2 separate regions of the Xenopus laevis genome follow, and region 1 is linked to region 2. Evidence: chromatin contacts called from public Hi-C data. All regions are on one chromosome and are shown on one strand. Each heading gives the region's core, a stretch centred on a gene start, on an enhancer-like site or on the middle of the called end of the contact. The rest is flanking DNA. Distances are from core to core; before and after follow the strand shown. Region 1 holds the start of rbm17.L (RNA binding motif protein 17 L homeolog). Region 2 overlaps LOC121401519 (a long non-coding RNA gene).

Region 1 (3,900 bases), core at 1,327-3,826, 96 kb before region 2:
AATAACTATAAAACAAAAAAAATGAAAACCAATTGAAAAGTTTCTATAATATAATACAAGTTACCTGGTTTTCCTCCTAAATGAAAACCAATTTTCTCTGGGTCATAACTGTTGCTTTTGAATCTGACCTGCATGATGAAAATCAATTGCAAACTCACTGAACAGTTATGTCCCATGTGGCCTCCCTTAAAGTCGCTGACTAACTCAAGAGTTAGAGAGCTGAAAAGCAGGAAGTAGTGTTCTGGCTATTATGTTAGACATCCAGTCACTCCAGCCTTTATACATTACATTTTTGGCTATCTAACTATATTAGAAACATTTTTTATTTTGCACATACAATCTATTTACACAGTTTTTATTTCTACACTGAACTGCCCCTTTAGGTATTTATTAGATTCATTAAGCATTGCGTTTTTAACAAAGTAAATGAATAACAGACAAAAAACAAGACTGTAATCAGGGTATTGATAATGTCCCTATGTTTATTACATCTTGTAGAAGACAATGTGATAAGATCAAGCTGTAAGGAAATATCTGCCCGTGCTTTAAAGCGATCCCAAATTATATGAAATTCTCAAATATGGTTGTTGCTTTGTCGCATGGTGTTCAGCAACACCAGGTAATATTTTATCTCCAATGGATGTCCATGCAAGGTCTCTGAATAAAACTTGAATAAAAGATTTGATACATTACATTTTGGTTAACTGTAAAAAATAAGGTCCTTGTTAGCACAACAATAATGGGACCTTCTCATGCCACTGTTACTGGTAAGAGATGCCGTTGCCACACAGCATAACTAGACTGTGAGTGTGATCTAAAGCAAATCTGAATTAAACAGACACACAGCGAAAAGAAGAACCTATATACTCAAAATTACTTATTTGAATATTACTTAGGGGCAGATTCACTAAGGGTCGAATTTCGAAGTAAAAAATACTTCGAAATTCGACCCTCGAATTGAAATCCTTCGACTTCGAATATCGAAGTCGAAGGATTTAGCGCTAAACGTTCGTTCGATCGATTCGAAGGATTTTAATCCAACGATCGAAGGAAAATCCTTCGATCAAAAAAAGTTTAGCAAGCCTATGGGGACCTTCCCCATAGGCTAACATTGACTTCGGTAGGTTTTATCTGCCGAAGTAGGGGGTCGAAGTTTTTTTTAAAGGGAAAGTACTTCGACTATCGAATGGTCGAATAGTCGAACGATTTTTCGTTCGAATCGTTCGAATCGAAGTCGAAGGTCGTAGTCGAAGGTCGAAGTAGCCCATTCGATGGTCGAAGTAGCCCATTCGATGGTCGAAGTACCCAAAAAATACTTCGAAATTCAAAGTATTTTTCATTCGAATCCTTCACTCGAGCTTAGTGTGTCACTTTTGTACAATAACACTAAGGGGCAAATTCACTAAAATGCGAAGCGGCTAACTTAATTTGCCAGCGTGGCATAATTTCGTTCCTAACTCATTTACAGGTGCTGGTGTAAATTTGCTAGCGAAGTGGATCTACTCTAGCGCTACTTCACACCCTTATGCCAGGCAAAGTTGTGCTATGGCGAAGGGACGTAACTACGCTAATTCACTAACTTGTGCATTTTACTGAACGTTACCTCTTGCGCCAGACTTGCCTTCGCCACCTCAGATCAGGTAAAGTGCAATAGAGTAGATAGGGATTGCTTCAAAAAAAGTTGAAATTTTTTCTAAGTCCCAAAAAACTCTGGCGTCTTACTTTTTTAAGGGTGATAGGCTGAAAAAGATTATTTTGGGGGTACCCTCCTTTCCCCCTACATTTCCTAAGATATGGCACCTAAACTATACAGTGGGCACATGTATAGTGCAATATAACAACTCTATTTTATTTTATGAAGCTTTCCCAGGCTTGTGTAGGGTAATGTATTTGTTGCTACATATACGTCCATTGTACTTTAACTTGGCGCCGTATGCAAATTAGGCATCGCTAGTATAACTTCGCTTTGCTTGACGAATTAACGCTAGTGCAACTTCGCTACCTTTCGCCTCCCTGAGCGCAACTTCGGATTTTAGTGAATTAGCGGCGCCCTGGCGAAGTGCGGTGAAGGTGTCGCTAGCGTGTTTCAGCACTTAGCGAGTTTGCCCCTAAGACTCCATATTATGTGAAAAACTCGCCACTGTGTAGTAAAACACAGGCTCCATTTCACTAGGCCCTAGTTTAACCCACAATACTGTTGTTTTTTTTTCATCAAACTTAGCAAAAGTCGTATTCATTGCACAAGTGGCCGCAACTCTAAGCAGAACATATATGAATTAATGTGAGCAAGACGGTCGGGTGGCAGCGGGGAAAGCTAATAAACAACAAGCTTTTGTTTGTTCCCTGACATGAAAGGAGGTGCGAGTAGAGGAAAAATAATCATGACATTACGCCCACAGCTTAGATTTCTGCAGTACTGGTCTACAGTGCCACGCCCCAAAAAAGGGCAACGTGCCGCGTCACTGCGTTAGTATACGTGTCGTGACGCCAGAGTCTCGCGACACAAGGCTAGTGACGTAATTATTAGGCGCCCGGCAAGAACCGAGGAGCTCGATGTTATCGTCGTTGCCTGTGGCTATACTGGACTGTGGGCTGTATTAAGAAAATCGTGACTGTCCCGCTTTTTGGGCGGTATGTTTACCCGATGGCTTGCGGTTGTGTTACATTTCTACACGATGTTTGTGATCGCTCTCTTTCCTCATGCATTGCTCATGCTTCTAGCATTGACACACCATCTCATTCAGTGAGAAAGGGCTGCATACAGTTCGTACGTAATTGCAGTCACATTGCTTGTTCTTTAAGTTCCAACCTGCCCCCAAACTGTTTCTCACTTGAAAAATGTTACTATTCAAAAATCTAAAATTACTCATCAGTAAGAAAACTACTTACATAGAATCTCATGGTGCATTTCTTAAACGTTCTTTCTTGAAGCTGTTTATTGTGTCTGCCAGCACAAATACTACAGGCAGAGAATTCCACCACTTACTAAGCTTAAACACAGAACGTTTTAGCATGTTAACATGGAATCTCCTTTCTTCTAATCTGATTGGATGCCCTTGTGTCTGCTGGAAGGATCTACTGGCAAAGTATTAGAGACTTTATTTATGCAGAGTTATCACATCTACTCCTAAGTGTCTCCCCAGTGTAAACATTTCCAAATTCTTGGCCTTTCCTTCTTCATTCCATACCAGGTGTAAAATGACACTTTACACTTCAATATTAGAAAAAAACAGGCACACATAGACTTAAAGGAGAAACAAACCCTTAATAAAAAAAACCCTACCCTACATTATGCAGATTCTGTCCAGCGGAGTTTACAGGCGCCACCTTTAGACACTTTGGTAATATTCTAAATGAGACCGGTGCTTCTGCAATTTTTTGTGAGTTTTGGCGCATGCGCAGTTGTTGTGAAACAGAAAATTGCTCCAACTGCGCATTTGCGGCTTCGCTGGTCTCATTCCGAAGATAAGTGAACTCCGCTGGACAGAATCTGCCTTCTATGGACAAAGGCAGGGCAGAAGGCACGTAAAAGGCAACACTTGGAACCAGTTACTTATACAGAATCTGCACGGAGGGTTGAGTAAAGATTTAGGGGCATTAGCCCCGGGGGGGGGGCAGCTAGACTGGAGGGGGTCTTTGTAGGGTAGGGTTTTTTTTGTTTTTTTTATTAAGGGGTTGTTTCTCCTAGAAAGTAATTTGAAAAAGTATTTCTGGTAAACTCTGAATCTGAAACCAACTGAACTGAAAAAGTGTTGGAACAATTATATTCAGCGAGTTCGAGTTGTGAAGCCCAAAAACTTGGATTGATTGAGTTTTTGGTGAGAAAAAACTCAAATCACTCGAATTGATCAAGTTTCGGGAAAAACCCTCTGAAAAAACGTGAACATCATGCAGGCAATT
Region 2 (4,376 bases), core at 844-3,343:
TCAAGTATGTGAAACCATGAATGCAGGTGTGCAGTTAACAGGGCCGTAATAGCAATCATACAAAGGAACCATTATAGTACAAAGTGGATATCGTCCAGTCCTAATACAAGCAGGGTTCTATATACGGACAACTTATGTTTAAATCTAAAATCATTATAATCTTTCAATTTTGTTAACAAGTTAGACTTTTCAGTGCAAAAAGAGTTTTGTGATCTGAAAAGAAGTGCTCAACAGTATAGTAAGGCCAAATGCAGTATACAAGTAGGGGTTAACAAATTAAACAGAAATAGAAACTAGTACAAATGGAAGTGTTTGCCCTCTACAGAATAGCCAAGTTTTAAGCTTTATCTGCTGAGTCATTAAATAATAATTATAATGCAGTGACAAGGATGAAATATTTTTTCTACATGCGTATGTGCCATTAACTTAGTACTGCTGGAAGGATAGTTTGCAAGCTAGATCTGTTTGTCTCCACCAAAAAAAAACAATAGTTTGGGTTTTTTTGGGTGGCAGTTCTTTTGGTGCTGAAAACAATTTGGGTGCCCTCTCCCCTTTATAGGTGTGTAATTCTTTTTTTAACCGGAAGACCGTGTGGTAATTACATTCACACTGCTATGACAAAGACAAAAAGGACTTTGAAGCCTGGAGCAGCTATCTGAAGAATGTTGAGAATGTGTCACATGGAAATAATAGTTCTTTTTCACGGCAGATGTCGCAATGAACTGAAATCCATTCCACTAGCATTTAGAGTATAGGGGTCATTTAAAGGGGTCATTCAGACTCTAGGGGTCATTTATTTCTTGCAGATGCAGTGTGCAAAATGCACTTCCAAATATAATGTGTTTTACCCACAATGTAGTGTCCCCCCCAGAATACTAGCATCTATGCAGTTGCCAGGGGGAGTTGCTTCTTAAGGTGGCCATACACGGACGGATAAAAGCTGCCGAGAGACCGCGTCGGCAGCTTATTGGCTCGTGTATGGGGCACCCCGACGCGCTTCTCCGATCGAGAACTGACCGGAAGTCGGCCAAATCTCGATTGGATGGGACGAAAAATCCCGTCGGATCGCGGCCGCATCTATTCGTTGATGCGGTCCTGCGATCTGACCACCCATTACTATTCGTTAGGATCCGATCGTTGGGCCCTAGGGCCCACGATCGGATCAGCCCGATATTGCCCACCTCAAGGTGGGCATATGGGGGAGAGATCCGCTTGTTTGGCGACATCGCCAAAGGAGCGGATCTCTCCGTGTATGGCCCCCTTTATGCAGTTGCATCTGATGCATCACACTTTGATGTGAATTGGAAGTAATTGTGCTGAATGTCTGCTTGACTGATCATTATCAGTGTTTAGTGAGTGATGTGTGTGTTTGATTATTTTGCCACACCTCCTCTGGGAACCTTGGAACCACTGCCTAGCTTGGATATGGTGTTGGCTCCAGGGTTCCCTGCAGGCCCGGACTGGCAATCTGTGTGTTCTGGCAAATGCCAGAGGGGCTGCTGTAAGATGCCATAGACTGTCACTATTTAGGGCTATTCCACACGGGGAGATAGCGACGCGTTTGCGGTCGCGGCGACAAAGCGCGGCGACAGTCGCCGTGACCGGCGCAGGCGACAGTTTTGTATGGGCGCCTATGTAAAAACGCCTGTGCTAACCACACGAGGCGATGCGCTTTTCAACAGTCGCCTGAAAAAGCCTGGCGAGGCATTTTCAGGCGACTGTTGAAAAGCGCATCGCCTCGTGTGGTTAGCACAGGCGTTTTTACATAGGCGCCCATACAAAACTGTCGCCTGCGCCGGTCGCGGCGACTGTCGCGGCGCTTTGTCGCCGCGACCGCAAACGCGTCGCTATCTCCCCGTGTGGACTAGCCCTTAGTGGGCTGGTGGGGGCTGTTTGTGAATCTATGTGAAGGCCTATTTTGAATCCCAGTCCAGACCTGGTTCCCTGGCATCAATAGGTGTAGATGTTGCATTTTTTTAAATAGTGGGTGGTGCACAGATTTTCTGGAAAGCAGAGGGAATTCAAGCCCCAGGATCCATCCCTTCACAATGGAACAAGGTAGTGGTAAGGACCCTAAGGCCACGGCCACCCTGGGCTGATTTTTGGCCTGCGGATAAATGCAGACTGAAAATTAGCCCCTACACTTGAATCTGCACTCTTCTGTGTCTATATCAACAACTACTGCAACAGCCCAGGTGCAAGCACACTACCTGTTTTTTGGTGCAAGGCTGGAACTAGGGGTAGGCAGAAGAGGCACGTGCCTAGGGTGCAAAGGTGAAGGGGCGCCGGGCATGTACCTCTTCTACCACCTTCCCCTAGTTCAGGCCCTTGTATTGCCCACCTCTGCAGCTCCTATATCCTTTGCACGCACTAGTTACAGTCGGAATGATTATCAGAACGAAAACTAGCTCTTCCACACATGCAGAGGGTCTGGCCCCTGCAGTACATTCAGACTACTGTGGTTTTCTTTCACTTTGTGGAATCTGGTATACCTGTTTTAAAAATCTATTTTTAAAAGGTCATATAGTGTTTATGCACCTTAAATGTGATTCACATTTAAGTTAATGTTTAGTATGTTACAGAATGGCTAATTATAAGCAATGTTTCAATTGGATTTTATGGTTTTTTTTTATAGTTTTTGAATAGTTTATCTTCTTCTAACCCTGTCCAGCTTTCAAATGACTGCTGAAATTGCAAACTGAAGAGCTGCTGGATAAAAAATAAAATAGCTCAAAATAAAAAAAATAAAAAATGAAAGCTAATTGCAAATAAATTCAGAATATCACTCTCTACATCATACTAAAAGTAAATGTAAAGGTGAACACCCTATTTAAACCCAGCTGAATGAGCTTATGATGAAAATGAGGGTATATTTTAAAACAAAAAAAGTTCATGCTGCAATTTAAGTCAAATATAAATAAGCACTGATCTGCATTTGTTGCTCAATTTTATTAGCTTCTTAGATGAAGATTTTTGTAGCCCAAAGCCATACTTTGCTCTGTTTGTTTATATTTAAGGCTTGTCCTTATTGAACCCCTGCATAGAGTTTCCTAGAGGGTCAGATTGTGATTTAATGGTCACTTAACCAAAGTAAGTGGAAAAATAGCAACGATTCGTTTGGCTACTTAAATTATTTGACATTTGTTTTAGATTTACATCTTGCAATGGCAGATAATGATGCATTCACGCTTCCTTTGGGATTCGAAATCCAATTTACGCAATAAATGTCTGTCAACAGGATGATAGAGCATTAGCACACACAGGAAGGTGCTCAGGTCTCCAGGGATACACTAAGGTAAATTAAGTGTTTACATTTTTTTTTTTAAAAAAATTTTGTAATAAAGGGTGAACGCTGTGCTAAACAAATAGATAAACATTCTAGTTTATCTAATTTATATTGCATAATAGCAAGAAACATTTGTGACCATATAAGGGCACAAGACCTTAGCACATATGACAAGGTAGCAGTTCAAATTCCATTATATATATCTTTCAAACAGAGATCATAATTTTGAACACAGCAAGCATAAAGTTAATCCCATAGCAGTAACATATTACTAGATGAAGTATTTTGTTGTGACTGCTTGTATTCAACACTTGTCTGCTAATTTATACTGGGAGTAAAAAGTAGCAATAGCCTTAGAGAGCATTTGTATTAGATGTGTTCAGTGAACCCCACTTGAAGCCTGGTAAGAGTCCGAAGAAAAAAGGCAAATGAGTAAAAAACTATTTAAACAAAGATCAATTGAAAGTTGCTTAGAATTGGCCATTCTATAACATACTAGAAGTTAACTTAAAGGTGAACCACCCCTTTTGATGTGGTTCATCTGTCCGTTTTGTTTTTCCCTGTGGCTGATCAGCTCAGTTATAATTATACTGCTGTTTGGTCATCACATGCATCACTGATCATTCAGACCTGTTGGAAGATTGTTAGCTAAACAGTATACTTAATTCTCCAGAACTAAGCTCTAGAGTCTTTTCTGTATTATTTGTTTTATAATAAATTGCATTTGTATGTAACTGTGTCACTGTAACTTAATAGTGTTTTTTGATAAAATAATTAAACTTTTTGCTTAATTGGGTAAAATCAGGTGGAGACTTTGACGCAGTGGCTCTGGGTGCAGGCACAGGAGAAGGCTGATGCCAGCATATGGGCTGATCAGGGTCAGACTGGGCTGCCACTAGTAATGTGCGGGATGGAAAAAATGGACCCGGACCGAATCCTAACTGACCTAGCACAGCTGCTGTATTTATAGAACCATGCCTGACCCAACCATGGCTGAAGTCACAAAAGTGTACGGGCAAGAGTTGGAAGCCGGCACTGTAAGGTCACTGCTGATGAGAGCGGAAGGTAAAGCTGAACTTGAACCCACCTG

What was found. Hi-C and Micro-C count contacts between places; a contact is called where the count stands out from the background.
Region 1: a Hi-C map of the XL177 cell line shows a contact between it and region 2, with 2.6 times the contacts expected there. The contact joins the promoter of rbm17.L here to the enhancer-like site in region 2. A contact is called at or near these places in 2 of 4 Hi-C or Micro-C datasets (the XL177 cell line and the XTC cell line).

What each region holds. Positions count from the first base shown.
Region 1 is chr3L:90,211,237-90,215,136 of Xenopus_laevis_v10.1, reverse strand. rbm17.L (RNA binding motif protein 17 L homeolog) reads left to right here and starts at 2,576. Exons shown (of 12, transcript NM_001095624.1): 1 at 2,576-2,631.
Region 2 is chr3L:90,114,003-90,118,378 of Xenopus_laevis_v10.1, reverse strand. The region is part of intron 3 of LOC121401519 (a long non-coding RNA gene); the gene reads left to right. Among protein-coding and RNA genes, the nearest start is that of LOC121401519, 17 kb to the left of the region's middle. Within about 2 kb of position 2,093, at least 1 of the 7 cell types and tissues checked has an H3K27ac peak or open chromatin away from gene starts, as enhancers often do.